Regions from separate parts of the Zea mays genome. Here region 1 is linked to region 2. The links are chromatin contacts, called in public Hi-C maps. All regions are on one chromosome and are shown on one strand. The core of a region is the stretch at or near the end of the contact, and the rest is flanking DNA. Distances in the headings are between cores, read along the strand shown.

Region 1 (4,520 bases), core at 1,077-3,576, 86 kb after region 2:
GACACTACAACGTGTTGCTAAGCGGTTACTATCAGAGTGTGCCTCGTCGAGAGGGTGCGAGCGCAACTGGAGTACTTTTGCATTCATCCACACAAAGCTCTGCAACAAACTCAACTACTTTCAATTGCATGAACTTGTGTTTGTTAACTAAAACCTTCGTCTTAGCATCCAACAAGCATCTAACACACCAGAGCCTAGTGAGTTTGATCCTGCCTTGGCCTTCATGGATCTATCATTACACAGGCATAATGAAGCCATTAGAGATTGGATGGAAAGAGGAAGATCCAATGCACCTCCAACGTTGGATGAAGACTCACCTATCAGTGACACTCCTCTTCCTAGCACACTATTTACATCGCTTGTACACAAATATGGAGGCACATAGGAAGTGCAAGAATGGGCCGATGAAACAGTTAGCGACACCCACCTTGGCAAGGGGAAGACAAGACTTGGTCCATCAGATAGGAAAGGAAAAGGGTCAAAATCACCAATCAAATCGAAGAGGAAGAAGAGGATGAAGACAGTGATGATAACACAACCGACCCTAGTGCAGGTGATGATGGCAACCATGGTGATGTTGGATTATATTGTGCAGGAGGGAGTGGTGCAAGAGGGAGTAGTGCAGGAGAGAGTGGTGCATGAGATTGGAGGTCCACTAGAGGAAGTCGGTTCACCCATGCCACACAACATTCTTACCATGATGCACCTCATTCACAGCGAGAGACAATAAGTGGTCGGCATCGTTCAGTTTCATTTTCTGTCCAAGATGGAATCCGTAGCTCAAGTAGCTCCAATTCTTCTAACTATCCGCTTGGACAAGACTCAGTCTATAACCCTTTTGCATGGCAATGGCAACCGGGTCAAGGACCACCAGACAAAGTACCACCATCGATCATGTATGGGTATGGAAACTATGGACCCCCTCCACCGCCATATTCAAATTTGTCAAATAAGTACCCACCAGGACCACAATATGGGTATGGATAAGTTCCCGCTGCACCAGTATGTTATTTTTGCTTCGTGGATAAGTATTTATTTGCCGTTCTTGTTTTCTCGCTAATGTATCTCATATCTTTTTGTATAGAACTATCACTATGACGGATTGAAACCATATCACGATCCTTACAACATGCTTGGGTACTATCACTATGACTCGAGCTGAACATGTGAGTATTATAAAAATAAGTCGACCTATGTGTCGTTGACGCATTGGAGAGATGCAAAAAAAACTTGTATTTGAGTATCGCGAAGTTCGTTGGTTGTTTGTTGTATAAGAACTGAAGTTTGCGGTTGCATATGTATGTCGTATGTTATTTTGGTAAATATATGTCGTGTGGATCAATTAATATTTACTGTGCAATGTGAATCGAGCAAATTACAAATAGAATCCTGTCATTTTTTTCTTATGTAAAAAATAGTGAAAACCGATGCATTTTTTTTGGAAAACCAACGGTTTAGGGAAGTTTAATTTACCGCAGGTTTTTCATCGATAAACCGCCACGAAACTAAGTTTGATTTGGTTTGGGTAAACTGGTCGGTACGCGGAGTTACCGAAACCGAAGGGGTGCGGGTTTTTTAGGCTCAAAACGGTAAACCCGTCGACCATTTGCTCATTGTAACAGCAACATGACCGTCAACAACGTGACCAGTTGCCGAGCAGGTCAAGTTGCAGTCGGTGACCATCTTCTCAGAGCCGGGCACCTCGATCTTCAGTCGACAGCGACCAGCGGTCGTGCATGTGCAGCCTCCAGCCTTGCCACGACTTACCTACCTGGCCAAGGCGAGTTGCGAGCTACTCTTGTGAGGGGCACACCGGCCCACGCGTCGCACACGGTACATATCCATGGAACCACGTACGCCCAGATCGATCGTTTCGAGACAATCTTCTCTTTGTCCATGGCAAGACGTTGGACACTGCAACAGCAATGGTACTTGATCGTCAGAGCACTCATCGGTGGTCAGGGAAACAGTTCGAGCCAATCCGCCCTTTCAAAGACCCGGCCTGTCGATCCTCTCGAGATCGAGTCGTTGGTCCTTCCGTTCCACGCGAGATCCTGTTAGGTGGTCACGGAAACAGTTCGAGCCTGCCTTGCAAAGAACAGCTCGCTCTGAGCATTGGCACACACACACCACACCAGTCGCTGATATTAGAGAAAATTCCTGGTATGCCATCATATTTTATACTCATCCCTTGTGTGCCACTGAGTGGCATATAGGTATATTTTTTGGTGTCTATGACATGTGGGGCTAGTGGCATACAAGGAATGAGTATATTTTCCAGTGGCATACAGGGAATTGGCCCCTGATATTATTCCGATCCCCCACGTGCAACACGGCATCTACCCCACCGGACTCACTATATCTACGGCCCATCAGCATACGCACAGACCGCGCGCTCGGTCGACTACTGGCTAGCTTGTTTCAGTCGTCCGATCTGATCTACAGAAAAAGCAGGGGCAGGGCAGCTAGCCATGATTCAGATGAACATGAAGCAGCCTCTCGTGCTGCCCGCGCACCGGGGCAATGTCATCGGCTCGCGCCTGGCGTCGTCGCCCTCTCCGGTGGCGGCGGCGGCGGCGGCGGCCAGCAGGCGGAGGGGCGTCGTGTCCTCCCCCCGCTCCCGGCTCCAGCGCCACATGCGGCTGCCGAGGATCAGCTGCAGCGCCACCGAGGAGGCCAGCGGCGCCGTGTCGGCCGTCACCGTGGAGAAGATGCTGACGGTGACGGCCTCGGTGCAGGCGGCGCCGGCCATCGGTCAGATGTACTTCCAGCGCGCCCTCGACGACGCCGGCGACTTCTTCGGCAAGACGCTGCTGATGGAACTCGTCAGCTCCGAGGTCGACGCAAGTGAGTAGTAGTGCGTGATACCGTCCGTCTGTTAGTCTGTATGTATATGTACCTGAACCTGATCGAGCGAGTCTGAGGCTCTGAGCATGTGTGGTGGTGGTGGTGGGTGCAGAGACGGGTCTGGAGAAGCCGCGGGTGACGGCGTTCGCTCACAAGACGCTGCGGGAGGGCCACTACGAGGCGGAGTTCAAGGTGCCGGCGTCGTTCGGGCCCGTGGGCGCGGTGCTGCTGGAGAACGAGCACCACAAGGAGATCTTCATCAGGGAGATCAAGCTCGTCACGGGCAGCGACAGCAGCACCGCCGTCACCTTCGGCTGCAACTCCTGGGTGCACTCCAAGTTCGACAACCCGGAGAAGCGCATCTTCTTCACCCTCAAGGTCAGCCGTCACAGCATGCATATAGGGCACTGCTGGGAACTTGCTATAGCCTATAGCTGCCAGCTAGATGCATGGCATATGACCGTTGCTTCGATCGATCGCGTGCGTGCAGTCCTACCTGCCGTCCGACACGCCCAAGGGCCTGGAGGACCTGAGGAAGAAGGACCTGCAGGCGCTTCGGGGCGACGGCCACGGCGAGCGCAAGGCGTCCGAGCGCGTCTACGACTACGACGTGTACAACGACCTGGGCGACCCGGACAAGAACCCCGCCCACCAGCGGCCCGTGCTGGGCGGCAGCAAGCGGTACCCGTACCCGCGCCGCTGCCGCACCGGTCGCCCCAGGACCAGGAAGGACCCCGAGGCGGAGGTGCGCCATGGGCACAACTACGTGCCCCGCGACGAGCAGTTCTCGGAGGTCAAGCAGCTCACGTTCGGGGCCACGACGCTGCGCTCGGGCCTGCACGCGCTGCTCCCGGCCATCAGGCCGATGCTCATCAAGAGGGAGCTGCGCTTCCCGCACTTCCCGGCCATCGACGACCTCTACAGCGACGGCATCCCGCTGCCGGCGCAGACCGGGTTGGGCGCCATCCGCAGCATCGTCCCGCGCGTGGTCAAGCTGGTGGAGGACACCACCGAGCACGTCCTCCGCTTCGAGCTGCCGGACATGATAGAGAGTAATTAACGAAGCATCTCCCCGGGCCCTCACATCAAGAATACAATACTAATAGAAAATAAATTCAATAATGGCACTAATCAATGGCTTTGCTTTGCTTTGCTTTGCTGTTGCAGGAGACCGCTTCTCGTGGTTCAAAGACGAGGAGTTCGCGAGGCAGACGATCGCGGGGCTCAACCCGCTGTGCATCCAGCTCCTGACGGAGTTCCCCATCAGGAGCAAGCTGGACCCGGAGGTGTACGGCCCGGCGGAGTCCGCCATCACCAAGGAGATCCTGGAGAAGCACATGAGCGGCGGCGCCGCCATGACCGTGGAGCAGGCGCTCGCGGCGAAGCGTCTGTTCATCCTGGACTACCACGACGTGTTCCTGCCCTACGTGCACAGGGTGCGCGAGCTGCCGGACACGACGCTCTACGGCTCCCGCACCGTCTTCTTCCTCACGGACCTGGGCACGCTGATGCCGCTGGCCATCGAGCTGGTGCGGCCCAAATCGCCGACGCAGCCGCAGTGGAAGCGGGTGTTCACGCACGGGCCCGACGCCACCGACGCCTGGCTGTGGAAGCTTGCCAAGGCGCACGTGGTGACCCACGACACGGGGTACCACCAGCTGGTGAGCCACTGG
Region 2 (4,660 bases), core at 840-3,339:
TCAAACTCCAAATAGCTAGCTGACGTGGCGCACACATGGACCAATTAGAACGCGCCACACCACTAAAGGTGGCTGGTACTGACCGGTTCAGGTCGGTACCGACCGAGCCGTTCAACCATAGAGGCCGCGACTCGAGCTGCCCTACCAAAAGGCGCCACGTGTAATTGGTCTGTCGATACCAACGCGACCGTCCAACAACTGGTCGGTAGCGCTGGTAGGTACCGATTGGACCACGACCCAACACGGTCGGTATTGACCCCAGTCGATCGGTCGTCAGCCCTGTCAACCGACCGGCTGAACTGACCGGCGTGGGGGCTGGCGCAGTCGATACCTACTGCTGACCGGGCTGCGTCAGCAGGTAGTACCGACCTGCATTGGATCCAGCCTAATCCAATAAGATGAATGATGTTTGGAGTTATTGTTTCTATATCTTGAAAACATGTACCTTCTATATTTTCATAAAATTGCTTGGCACAGTTTGTTCACTTCTATATTTCACCATGCTGTATTCCGAATGGTTACATGTTCCTAAGTATGTTATATTCATTATCAGCGTTCTGCTCTGGAAGATATCCAAAAGATGATTCGGGAGCTACAGCTTGACGAGAATCGGAAAAGGGAATTGGCAGCTGCCCTTCATGCTCAGTTCAAGGATTGGTTATACGGTAACGTACTGGCATCTCATCGTCACGTTTTTTTCAGCAGAAACTAACTGTGGGTTTACATTAAGAAACCTTTGGTGTCGTGCAATTTTATGCCGATTATGGTTAACAGATATGCAGTGATATGGCAATTACATGTCAGCACAAGCAGATTTCTATAGTTCTTTACCCTTGGGAAGAATACCTTAATTTGTAAACCTAGATTAGTCACCGAAATTAGACAGTATGTGATACCATAAAATACATTTTTCTTTTGAGTTTTTATAAACTAATATCTTCTTTTTCCTTCTAAGGAATTAGCAGTGCTCCTGCCACTTTTTTTTTTGGCACAATGGTTCTAAATGACATTTGCTGAAAATGATACTAGTCAGTTTCGTGTGTCTTCTCTTGAAAACTTGGTTTGTTTTGTGTTGTTATGTCCTCAGCTTCGGGCAATATCCGCCAGCTCTACTGTCTACAAGGTGATTAATGGTGCAATTTACAAGACTGATTATCCTCTGCCGACTCCTCAAAAACATTCGACGATTGTCGAAGCTGACCTCTTCCTTCCATGGAAAGGACTCCCACCCTGCTCACCTGCGGTATTTACACAAGTATGTAAAAAATGAAGATGTACTATTGCCTATTTTTTACAGATTCATTTGCGTATTTCTCCAAGTCTTCTCTTTGCTGCGAGTTGGGTATTAATTAGGATGTGATATTGCTTAATTTCCCCCCTGTTTCTACTCATTTTTTGGCCCTTGATAATGTCCACGAGTATGTAATAGGGACTAATGAATCAAACGTTGTTAAATAAACATTTCATTCCGTTTTGCTAAATGGCTCATCATGTCAACCCTCTATGGACCAAATTGTCTTTCGTTCCTCCTTACATACATGTTCCGTTGCAACTTCCATCGTTGGTCAAAATTTTGCGACTCTTGTTAGTGCTAGTTTGGGAACTCTATTTTCTCAAAGAAAAATGAACTAATTCTTCTTGTGAAAATGACAATCCTTTGGAAAAATGGGGTTTCCAAATTAACTCCAATCTCCTTCTGGATTGAAGAGGATTAGAGAGTAAATTAGTTCATTTCCACTTCAATTCCCTATAAAGTAGCCCTTAGAGCTAGTTTGGTAACTTTATTTTTTCATAGGATTTCTAATTTCTCAAGCGAAAATAAACTAATTTCTCTTGAGAAAATAAAAAACCTCGAAAAAAATTAGGTTTCCAAACTAGTTCTTAAAGTTTATTTGTTTGAGTTTACGTGAAAGAGATAAATCCCCATAATTTTGAGGCTTTATTAGTTGGTGGTCACATGTCATGCTGGAGATGTGTGTTGTGCATTGCAATTATTGTGTGCCGATGCTGCTGGATCTCCTTCCTTCCTGTTGGTTCGTTTTGCCTGCTTGTCCAGCCCCTGCCGACCGCCACGCGCGCGTTTTCATGCGTCTTGCGTACGTTCTGGTTGGTCGTTGCCCCTCTGGGCGCCGAGTATTGGGAGTTGGGACACACTGCTACAGGACCTCGTGATGAGCGGAGGTATTTTGCCATCGCGGAAACGGATGCGAGCTGACGCGACGTCGTCGCCCTCGGTGGCGCCTTGCGATCGACGGCCCCGCGTGGCGCTAGCTGTCCCGTCTTTAGGGATTGAAACTGCCGGGAACGGTTAGAAAACCTCGGATACTTTAAAATCTATATTTTAATTTAAAATTAGTATAATATCCGTCCTGTTGTAACCATATACAATCATATTTGATATCTATAAAATAATAAAAGTGAATATATAGTTTGTATATCAGATATTAAACTGATAAGAATAACTATTATTCCGTATCTTAGTCAAAAAGCTGGAAAAGATATAAGTTGAAAAGGAATCCGACCCTCTTTTTATAGGTTGTTTGGTCTTTCGTCATTCTTTAGCTAGCGAGGTAGTATTTATAGGTTGCTTGGTCTTTCGTCATTCTTTAGCCAACGAGTTAGTACTATATACGAGTGTTGCGCTGTGCGACTTTCTGTTTTATTGGGCTTGGGTGGTTTCTCAAAACATTAACGTCTCATTGTTAGATGACAAGCGGGGAAGAGTAATAGACCTACACGTATCGCACAGTACACACTCTACACAAAATTGAAGCTTTAAAGTAGTAGAGATTAAAAATGGTAACTAGGTCGTTGGTCCGAAAAATGAAATCGAGAGTAACAAGATGACGGTAAATGATACAGTCGATAACAATTAGAAATCGATAATTAAAATCGGGAAAACCCATGCATGTAACCGCTCCAAATGTTCAACTCAAGGTAATAAATACAACCATGATCTCACACTAATATGATATCTCTACTATATAAAGTATAAATTTTTACAAGTTTCATAGTCGTCGTGCTTCCTAGATTTAAATGGGTTTCCATAGTCATCGGCCTACCACTTCATCTCCTGATCATGTTTTTAGGATACAATATACAGTCGTCTATTATGCTATACGACGTCGGTCGGTATAGGATTTTCCCACCATGTTTTCAGCCCTACCCGTCTCATCTTCGTGTGTGCCTTGCCATCGGCCGACGCGCTCAATTCTAGCCACTAAAAATTGTAGAACATATACTTTCAAAATTAGGAGGAGCGATCCTAAAAGCCGACCATTATAAACAAGTCGACCATTGTGGATAGCGAGCAAGCAAGCAAGCAACATGTCAGCAACCGTGACGATGGTTGTCGGCGTTTCGAGACCGGGGGGTCCCTAAGCCGACGAGTGAGTGTGCTGCGTGCCCCAGCCCAGATGGGTCGAGCGCGTGGGCGAGCGCGAAGGGGGGAGAGGCGAGGTGGCCGGAGACGGGCGTGAGAGAGGTGGAAGTCCCGCGGCCTTCGTGTTCGTCCCGCGCCCAGGTCGGGTGCGCTTGCAGTAGGGGGGTTACAAGCGTCCACGCGGGTGAGGGAAGCGAGCGGCCCCAAGAGAGCGCCTGTCCCGTCCTCGGTCCCGCGCGGCCAACCTTCTCTGAGAAGGCCCTGGTCCTTCCTTTTATAGGCGTAAGGAGAGGAGCCAGGTGTACAATGGGGGTGTAGCAGAGTGCTACGTGTCTAGCGGAGGGAGAGCTAGCGCCCTAAGTACATGCCAATGTGGCAGCCGGAGAGATCTTGGCACCCTGCTGGTGTGATGTCGTGGCTGTCGGAGGAGCAATGGAGCTTGGCGGAGGGACAGCTGTCAGAGCGGTCGAGTCTTTGCTGACGTCCCCCTGCTTCCGTAAGGGAGCTGAGAGCCGCCGTCGTCACAGGGCACGCGGGGCGCCATCATTGCCTATCTGGCGGAGCTGGCCAGATGGGACACCGGTCTTGCTCTCTGCGGCCCGAGTCGGCTCGGGGTAGAGTGATGATGGCGCTCCCTGTTGACGTGGGCGGGCCCGCGCCTGAAGCCGGGCGACGTGGGCGTTCCTCCGAAGCTGGGGTCGAATCTGTCTTCCGTTGCCGAGGCCGAGCCCGAGCCCTTGGGTCGGGCGAGGCGGAAGTCGTTCGGCAGAGGCCAGGGCGGAGTCCGAGCCCTGGGGTCGGGCGAGGCGGAGTTCGTCGTCTTCCGGGGCCGAGCCCGAGTCCGAGCCCTGGGGTCGGGCGGAGCGGAGTTCGCCGTCTTCCGAGTCTTAGCCTGAGTCCGAGCCCTGGGGTCGGGCGGAGCGGAGTTCGCCGTCTTCCGGGTCTTAGCCCGAGTCCGAGCCCTGGGGTCGGGCGGAGCGGAGTTCGCCGTCTTCCGGGTCTTAGCCCGAGTCCGAGCCCTGGGGTCGGGCGGAGCGGAGTTCGCCGTCTTCCGGGTCTTAGCCCGAGTCCGAGCCCTGGGGTCGGGCGGAGCGGAGTTTCCTATGGCGCCTCTGGCGAGGTCTGACTGCCTGTCAGACTCACTCTGTCGAGTGGCACTGCAGTCGGAGTGGCGCAGGCGGCGCTGTCCTTCTGTCAGACCGGTCAGTGGAGCGGCGGAGTGACGGCGGTCACTTCGGCTCTGCCGGGGGGCGCGCGTCAGGATAGAGGTGTCAGGCC

Evidence for each region. Hi-C and Micro-C count contacts between places; a contact is called where the count stands out from the background.
Region 1: a contact with region 2 is called in a Hi-C map of leaf, with 3 times the contacts expected there. The contact joins the promoter of lox11 here to the enhancer-like site in region 2. A contact is called at or near these places in 5 of 25 Hi-C or Micro-C datasets (ear and leaf).

Annotation. Positions count from the first base shown.
Region 1 is chr5:125,883,685-125,888,204 of Zm-B73-REFERENCE-NAM-5.0, forward strand. lox11 (linoleate 13S-lipoxygenase11) reads left to right here and starts at 2,327. Exons shown (of 4, transcript NM_001112511.1): 1 at 2,327-2,847; 2 at 2,960-3,225; 3 at 3,338-3,899; 4 at 4,015-4,520. The coding sequence starts at 2,472.
Region 2 is chr5:125,797,537-125,802,196 of Zm-B73-REFERENCE-NAM-5.0, forward strand. It overlaps LOC100277826 (Tubulin binding cofactor C domain-containing protein), which reads left to right. Exons shown (of 9, transcript NM_001412165.1): 8 at 554-665; 9 at 1,088-1,510. The coding sequence ends at 1,131. Among protein-coding and RNA genes, the nearest start is that of LOC100277826, 19 kb to the left of the region's middle. Within about 2 kb of position 2,090, at least 15 of the 20 cell types and tissues checked have an H3K27ac peak or open chromatin away from gene starts, as enhancers often do. A contact at or near this core is called in ear and leaf, where this site is marked.